Regions from separate parts of the Mus musculus genome. Here region 2 is linked to region 1. A link is a contact called in public HiChIP or PLAC-seq data. All regions are on one chromosome and are shown on one strand. Each heading gives the region's core, a stretch centred on a gene start, on an enhancer-like site or on the middle of the called end of the contact. The rest is flanking DNA. Distances are from core to core; before and after follow the strand shown.

Region 1 (4,513 bases), core at 789-3,288:
ACCACGCAAAGCTAGAAGGGCAAAAGACATTGTTCTCTGACTCATACAACAAAACACAAACACACTCATGAGCAGACTCATTTGCTTGCTCTTAGACCTACTTCACCCAGACACCTCCCCATCCCATCCCACAGTGCCCTCCAGGCCTGGGACCCCTTAGGCTTCTCCATGTGCTGATCACTATCAACCTGCTGCATGAGCGGGAGCCTCTGCTCTCCAGAGAACTCTTCCTACTCTGCAGATGTTGGAGAAAGAGCAGCCTCCCCTGCCCCCCCAACTTTCAGTGTCTGAGGAGGAGTTAGGGGCATCTCCTTTGATATATTTTTCTGGATTTCTGGGGCGGGGCCTAGATTGTTTGTTTTCTGTTACTCTGTTTTAGGCATGGACCATGGCCTTTTCTCTGGGAAGACTGAATAAAGATGGTGCTTGCTCATCCATGAGTACACATGTCACCCACTTATCAAACCAGCACTAAATGACGTGGAGTCATTTAGCAAACACGTGACTATGGCACACAGAAACTATAAGGCTCAGAAATGTCATCTGCGTAGTTGCCTTCTTCCCCTCATGTTTTCTGTCCTTGAAGTTAGTATCTGTCTTGCTTTTTCATTTGCTTTATCCTTTGCGAATTTACCATCAGTCTATTCCTGCATACATTCCCCGGGGCTCTTCTTTAGATAGAGTGGAGGAAATTAATTGCTCTGCCAATCTCATTATCTTGAAATAGAAGCTTCTAGAGCCCGCTGGACAGGAATTGTTTAGAGGGATCAATACGTAGCCCTGCTTCCTGCTTGCAGGACACCTCACTTCCCACTAATCCAAGGACTTCCTGTATGCCTCTCTTGCATGAGATCTTTTGCTTCCTATCTTCCTATTCTGGTGGCTCAAACCTTCCCCCAGAGGCTCTTCCCTCTATAGTTGAGACATTTTGGTTACCCACCACCCTCTTTGTTCCCCTCTCTCTCCTCTCCCTCTCTGTCCCCCCTCTCCCTACAAGGTCCAGCTCAGCCTGGCCACGCCCATTCTGGCCTCTCCCAGATGTGTCTGCCTCTACCTACTCACCCTTGTATCTACAATAAACTTCCTCCTCCACCATACCTAGGAGCAGTTGTGTCCTTTCCTTTTCATTTCTGTTTTTTATTCAGTTTCCTCTGGCGGGGTGGGGGAGTGCACAGGAGATAAACTTTTTGGAGACCTTGCCTGTTGATAAGTACCATAAGTAGTCTATCTCTACCCTGGTGACTTGGAGGAATGATGAATGTTTCCTTGCTCCCGCTTTAAGCACGTGTCCTCTGGTGAGATCTCAACCGCCTTTTAATCTCCTTAGGCCTCCATAATTGCAAGCAATCCCTTAATAGAGACTTAACTTCATGTGTTAAACATATCCTCAGTATTCACACACCACAGCCACATTAGGCACCAGCATCACGGAGATGAAGGGGTAGGCGTTTTTTAGAGCAGAACACAAGCTTATCTCACAATTAAGTGTAGATGTTTTGCTTCATTGGTAGTCAATAATAATAATATAATAATAATAATAATAATAATATACTACTACTACTACTATATACACACACACATATGAAGAATCTTAAATTTCTTCTTGACATTCAGAGGTCTTAGTAAACCTATAAAGAGCAACTGATATTGTGTTTCTTTTTAGATTTCTAATGTCCATTAAACCAACTTGAAAATCTGCTGGCAATTTCAAGGGAGAGTAACGAATACGTGATTCAAGAACGAGTGAACAGGACAAATGGAAGTGTAACTTGTAGGAGCTGGCAGCGGGGAGAATTTTCTAGGCCTGACAGGGCAATGGGATAGAAAGTCGGGGCAGGTCTAGATTGAGAATGGCCGTAAGGATGTGTCGAAGAGAGAAGGCAAGATGTTAGTTAGTAAAGGCTGTCCAACACAAACTACGTGAGCAATGACCCTTAGTGAGCCAAAGTCACTCCAAGAAGCCAGGAACCCCCAATCCAAGCTGAAAAGGGATCACTCTCTTCTGAACCAACTGGAAACCCAGTTCTTCATTGTTATTTTAAAACCTTCAAGGGATTGGAGGAGGCCCGCTCACAGGATAAGGAGTGATTTCTCTTTTCTCAGAATGTACTGATTCAAATGTTAATCATATATTTAAATAACTTTACAGCAGCATCTAGGCCGGTTTGACTTAGGCTCACTGATTTTTTAAAATTTTATTTTATTTGTAATTCGTTTTTTACACTCCTTATTCCATTCCCTGCCCCTCCCCTCCCACCCTCCTACTGTTCTACATCCCACACCTCCTCCCCACCACACCCTGTCTCCACAGGGATGCCGACACCCCACACCCCATCTAACCTCTAAACTTCCTGGGGCCTCCAGTCTCTTGAGGGTTAGGTGCATCATCTCTGAATGAACATAGACCTGGACGTCCTCTACTGTATGTGTGTTGGGGACCTCTTATCAGCTGGTGTATGCTGTCTGTTGGGTGGTCCAGTGTTTGAAAGATCTTGGGGGTCCAGACTAATTAAGATTGCTGGTCCTCCTACAGGATCGCCCTTCTCCTCAAAGTCTTTCAGCTTCCCCAACTCAACAACAGGGGTCAGCTGCTTCTGTTCATTGTTGAGTGCAAATATCTGCATCTGACTCTTTCAGATGCTTGTTGAGTCTTTCAGAGGGCAGTCATGCTAGGTCACTTTTTGTGAGTGCTCCATAGTCTCAGTAATAGTGTCAGGCCTTGGGACCTCCCCTTGAGCTGGATCCCACTTTGGGCCTGTCACTGGACCTTCTTTTCCTCAGGCTCCTTTCCATTTCCATCCCTGTAATTCTTTCAGACAGACACAATTATGGGTCAGAGGTGTGACTGTGGGTGGCAGCCCCATCCCTCACTTGATGTCCTGTCTTCCTGCTGGAGGTGGGCTCTATAAGTTCCCTCTCCCTACTGTCAGGCATCTCATCAACCCCTGTGAGTCCGGGGAGTCTCTCACCTCCCACGACTCTGGTGCACTCTGGGTGGGGGGTCCCCCAACCTCCTATTTCCTGAGGTTGCAGGCTTCAGTCCTTCTCCCTCACCCAGTATCAGATCAGGTCCCCCCTCCCCATTCACTATCCCTCTCAAGTCCCTCCCTCCCTCCCCACTTATGATCGCTTTCTTCTCTCTCCCAAGTGAGACTGAGGTGTCCTCACTTGGGCACTTCAGCTTGCTGAGGCCCACTGATATTTAAATTCCCATCATATTCAGTATACGGAATTTGTCCTCCTAGAATGGGCAGTTGTCAGAGAATGGTGAGAGGGGACTCCATAGCCCAGAACAGAATAACCAGCCGAGTTTGTACATCCCTCCTTTTTCTGTTATACACAGTGGCAGACAGTACATTACACCAGTACATTACAGCATTTTATAGCATGCTTTATTCATGTTTTATGTCTTGGAGATATTCTCATGTTAGTCAATGTCTCTCTCATGCTTTTTCCCATTTTGTGGTTGCAATGATTTATTTGACAGTGATTTACATAATCTGCGCATTACTTATAGACATGCAAGCTTCTCTCCAGTCATTTGCAACCACAAATAATGCTGTCGTGATCACTACTACTCAACAAAGGGAATTTACATCCATGGACAGATGGTGAATCCCCCAAAGTATAGTTGCTGAGATACTGAGCATGTGTGCATTGTCAAATTACCAACCCCAGAGGGTCCTACCAACACCTAACCAAAACTCACAAAAGCACCTAGACACCCCCCACACACACACACACACACATCTTGGGCACTTCTGGATCTTTGTTAATCAGATGGCCGTGTTATGGTGTTTCATGTCATTGTCCCAATGTATGAAGGAAGACATGAACTTACTGCCTCAAGGATCTTACAGCAAAAGATTTTGCAATATTTATCTATCTGCAAAGGCAATTCATCTTAGGGAATTTTCAGAGGATTTTTGCATGGAAAATGCTTAACACCTCCAACACAGTGAATGTTCAGTAGTTTTTAGTTATTTGATACCCCAAAGAATGAAATAATGCCAAATTTACCCTCCACAAATATGTATAATTATTAACAGTATAATGTTTCTGAATTTTTCCTATAAACAAAATAATATACACAACAAAATGTGTGTAAAGTTAAATACAATAAAAAGTATAGCACACAATCATCTGAGTGTCAGCTGTTGTCTGGACTCCTGTTTTCTCTCTCAGGAAGTAAAAGCCAACAGGCATTCAGTTGCCTTCAGATTGCTCATCCTCTTCAGAACAAAGCAGAAACCAATTCACTGAGCCATCCCAGACTTCCAGGCTGCCACCTCCAGCATGAGAATCCTTTTTCACCGGATCTCAGGTCAGGGTGGGGTGGCGTGGTAGGATGATAGGCGGGGAGTGTCTTGAGAATGCTCTTGGGTGGTGGGTCTTGATTCTCCTGGGAAACAGGGCTTCCTGCATATGCTTCCTGTCTGCATATTCTGAGCGTCCAGGACAGAGAGCACTTTCTTTGTGTCTATTTACTCTTCAAAGTAGGTTTGAGGCGACC
Region 2 (4,513 bases), core at 558-3,057, 1.2 Mb before region 1:
GGTGATATGGCTCAGTGGTTAAGAGCACCTGACTGGAGTTCAAATCCCAGCAACCACATGGTGGCTCACAACCATCCGTAACGAGATCTGACTCCCTCTTCTGGAGTGTCTGAAGAGAGCTACAGTGTACTAACATATAATAAATAAATCTTTAAAAAATATTTGTGTGTGTGTGTGTGTGTGTGTGTGGAGAGGGTGGAGGCCAGGGTGATTTTTCAGGAGTCCTTTCTCCTATCACATTGGTTATGGCGATTGGGTCAGCAGGCTTGGCAGCTGGTGCTGTTATAAGCTCTTGGCTTGCTGGCTCTGACTTGTTTACAAGTGGGTGAATTGCATCATGATTCTTACTGCTGATAGTGAAGTCTTTCCTTGCTTACTCAGGTCAGACGTAGGGGTCAAGCTTGTGTCACACTGCTTGTGTGACTGAGGATGGCCTTGAAGTCCTGATTTTCTGCCTTCTCCAATCCTGTGCTTGTAGATGTGTGGTACCGTGCCTGGCTTTGAGTATGATTTCAATGGGTGATTTAATATCTGAGAAGAGAAAATACTAAAGAAAAACTTTGAAATTAAACTTATGTCTTTTTTTTAAACCTCAAACTCCCTTTTCTCTAGTTAAGTCTTATATCTTCTACTGACCTGGATTGTAGATTAACTTTTCTTGGAATTATCTCACATCTGTGTTCCAAAGTACTTTAGAGAACACTGTAAGTTTAATATTTTCTGTTTTGAAGCTAAACCTCTTTGTTTGCTTTTATAATTAGGATATTTTGCTTGATTCATAGTAGCTACATTATCAATATTTAATGTGATTAATAGAGTTTAAGTGCCCACATCCAATTTTTTCTCTTAGTATGTTATTATTAAATAGATCAATGTTAAGTATAAATTTTCATGACATGGTAGGTCAGTGAATTGGTACAAACAAAGAAGTGAAACATTTTCACTTTTAATTCCTATGGGTAACTCACATTAGAAAATGCTCAGATTTATATAGTTAGTAATCTTGTTTTTCTGACTTAGTTTTTATTTTGAGACAAGGTCTCTGTAGGCCAGTTTAACCTGGAACTTGGTGTGTTTGTAGCCGAAGCTGACTTCAGGTGTAAAGTAGCCCTACTCTGCCCTGTGAGCACGGGGGTAACATGCGTACAATATGGTGTGATTTTAGAGAAATGCTTATCCAAAATCCTCATTGAGATCCTTGGAAGAAAAAACGTGTGGGAAATGGGTTTGCTTTTGTAAAGAGAAGGCATATTTAGAGTTTTTGCTGTACTTGTTTTTGTACTGGGTAAAAATGCCCGGGCACCTACATTCAGGAAATCTCTTTACCTTTGGTTTCTCATCAGCCCACCATGAAAACACTAATATTTTTCCTCTGCAATTTCTTCATTGAACCCCCATTTTTTTCCTTTAATGAAGCAATAGATTGGCACAAAACATCCCTCAACTGAAATGTTGAAGTTTGGTAGTAAAAAAAAAAAGTTAACTGCTTTTTTTTTTTTGTTGTTGTTGTTTCTGGAAAAGGGGTTCTCACTATGTAAAATGCTGGCTGTCCTAGAACTCACGTTGTAGACGAGGCTGGACCTGGACAGAGATCCTGCCTGCTGAGCGTTGGGATTAAAGGCGCACAGCACCAGACCTGGCTAAAGTTGTTTCCTAGAATGAGATGAGTAATTTGGAGGACCAATTCACTGTTGTGAAGTTCTGATAGTGGGTGGGTCTGCTCAACTAGCTGTTAGTGAAGGTCATACTTGATAGGCCTTTGAAGAGAGGTGTGCTAGCTATTGTATAAGGCAGGGATGCTTGTCAGGGAATTCTGAAGAAACAGTCCCCTAGAAAGTCCAGCCACATCAAGGAAGGATGCTGTAGTGGGCCTACACTCCAGTTTGTTGCTAAGGCAACTAATGTTTCTATTAAGTGGGCAAGTTTTCAGCTGTAAAGTAGGGTAGTAGTATTTGCTTCAGAGATTGCCACACAGATTAATTTACAGAACAAATTTAAAGGCTCCTTGCACTTGGTAGCCTCCATCTACCTGTTAATGTGTGTTAAGGCTGATGGTTAAATGCATTTGGTTCCTTGTAGAGACAGAAGGCCCAGTTAAGATTGATTCATGTAAGAACAGTTTAGTGCCTTTTAGGACATGAACTCTAGCCTGGCGCTTTCCCTGTGGTGTGAGGGCCGTGGCGGTTCCCCCCGTGAGTCGTGGTGTGAGGGCCGTGACGGTTCCCCCCCGCTCCCCCCCCCCCCGTGAGGCGTGGTGTGAGGGCCGTGACGGTTCCCCCCTGTGAGTCGTGGTGTGAGGGCCGTGATGGTTCCCCCCCTGTGAGTCGTGGTGTGAGGGCCGTGACGGTCCCCCCCCCCCATGACCAGAGGCTCCATGTCGCCTCCTACAGACAGAAGAAAGAATGAGTTTCTTAGCAAGGATAAAGGGCAAATAGCAGTTGTGTAGGCAGCTAATAATTTCTGCCTTACTCTTCTGTCCTGATTGGCTCTCTTCAGCGAAGAGCAAGCATTTACATGGTCTCTTCCTGAAGACTTATTTTCTGTCTTTAATTTGGAACATTAGTTTCTTTTAAATACTTGCCAGGTATCTCCTTATCCCATGTCTTCTATGCCCAGCAACAAAAACTGCAGAGAAGAAAATACTCTTGTTACAAAGCTATTTGCCACTGTTTAGCTTCAGGTGTATAGATTTAATTGAAATTTTGACTTTAAAAATTTTATTAGCTGGGCGTGGTGGCACATGCCTTTAATGCCAGCACTTGGGAGGCAGTGGCAGGCGGATTTCTGAGTTGGATGGAGGCCAGCCTGGTCTACAAAGTGAGTTCCAGGACAGCCAGGGCTACACAGAGAAACCCTGTCTCGAAAAACCAAAAAAAATTTTTAAAATTTTTTTAAAGATTAATTTATTTGTTTTACATATATGAATACAGAGTTGGCTTTCTTCGGACACACCAGAAGAGGGCACCAGATCCCATTACAGATGGTTGTGAGCCACCATGTGGCTGCTGGGAATTGAACTTGGAACCTCTGGAGAAGCAGTCAGTGTGCTTAACCACTGAGCCATCTCTCCAGCCCTTTGTAGCACGAGCTGGCCTTGAGCTTGTGTCAATCCTCCTGACTGTGTTTCTCCAGTGCTAGGATTTTAAGCATAGGGGACAACTCATTTTAAAAAATGTTATGCTGGTGAGATGGCTCAGTGGGTAAGAGCACCCGACTGCTCTTCCGAAGGTCCAGAGTTCAAATCCCAGCAACCACATGGTGGCTCACAACCATCCGTAACGAGATCTGACTCCCTCTTCTGGAGTGTCTGAAGACAGCTACAATGTACTTCCATATAATAAATAAATAAATAAAAATAATAATAATATGTATTTGGGGAATCCAAAACATTTAAAAAAAAAAAAGTTAAATTATGGGGATGGTAGCAAAAGAAAGCCAAAGTATTTATGTAATTCCTTTGCTTTTCATGTCCCCTTCCCAGATGCCAAGTGAGATTAGCAGAGGAAAAATTCTTTTGGATAAGTTTTTTATGTCTAAAAGCAAACCAGCCAACCTCTAGAGGCTCAGTGTAGTTAAAAAACCTGTCATGATTTTAGCATTCTGGTGAAAGGTCCCGGGTAGGGAATCCAGACGGACGAGTGCTGCTCCCAGCCAGAGCCACCAAGAGGGGAGTTACCCAACCCTCTTCCTCGGAGTCCCTTGGTCTGTGCATTTCTGTTTAGCATCCAATAGCATTTGCTTATTGGATCTGTATTCTCTATCACTATTTTCTTTACAGTCATGTGTAATACTGCTATCCCATTGTTTCAGCAGTATGAACTTGCTGAACAAAAAGATTCGTTCTAACAGTCCTGATCACTTTTTCTCTCTTGACTGTAATATAAATCCTCATCACTATTTTTATTGCCTATATTTTATACTATATTGAGACACTTTATGTAATAATTTTGTTTAATTCTTTTCTGATTGTTGGTTATTTAGGTTGATAATTTTTTTCCAGTGTTTAAAGTTGTGATAAAATACAACATAAAATTTACTATCTTCAGCTTTTTTTTTTTTTTTTTTTTTTTTCTTTTTGAGACTGGGTTTCTCTGTATAGCCCTGGCTGTCCTGGAACTCACTCTGTAGACCAGGCTGGCCTGGAACTCAGAAATCTGCCTGCCTCTGCCTCCCAAGTGCTGGGATTAAAGATGTGTGCTACCACTGCTCAGCCTCAATATTTTTTCTTTATTTGGTACTAGATCTTGCTGTGTAGCTCAGGCTGACCTTGAACTTGTAGCCCTACTTCTACCTCTTGAGTATTAGGATTACAGATGTACATTACCATACCTGGCCAGCTCAACCATTTAAAGAAATTGTTGTGTGTGTGTGTGTGTTTGTGTATGCTCATGGAAGTCAGAAGGTCAAGTTGGATTTCTCCTGCATTAATCTCCATATTATCATCATCACCACCACCATCATCATTTTGTTATTTTGACACATGGTCTCTATTTAGTTTTGACTGTACTGGTTC

Evidence for each region. HiChIP or PLAC-seq counts read pairs in DNA pulled down with a chosen protein or histone mark.
Region 2: a contact with region 1 is called in an H3K27ac HiChIP or PLAC-seq map of embryonic stem cells, with 4 times the contacts expected there. The contact joins two enhancer-like sites. A contact is called at or near these places in 11 of 39 promoter capture datasets (the 3T3-L1 cell line, the HPC-7 cell line, cranial neural crest and 6 more) and 2 of 115 datasets of contacts at active chromatin or transcription factors (astrocytes and embryonic stem cells).

What each region holds. Positions count from the first base shown.
Region 1 is chr15:6,901,271-6,905,783 of GRCm38.p6, reverse strand. No RefSeq gene overlaps it. Among named protein-coding and RNA genes, the nearest start is that of Osmr, 29 kb to the right of the region's middle. Within about 2 kb of position 2,038, at least 4 of the 459 cell types and tissues checked have an H3K27ac peak or open chromatin away from gene starts, as enhancers often do. A contact at or near this core is called in embryonic stem cells, where this site is marked.
Region 2 is chr15:8,084,740-8,089,252 of GRCm38.p6, reverse strand. All of the region lies in intron 3 of Wdr70 (WD repeat domain 70), which reads left to right. Among named protein-coding and RNA genes, the nearest start is that of Wdr70, 12 kb to the left of the region's middle. Within about 2 kb of position 1,807, at least 20 of the 459 cell types and tissues checked have an H3K27ac peak or open chromatin away from gene starts, as enhancers often do. A contact at or near this core is called in embryonic stem cells, where this site is marked.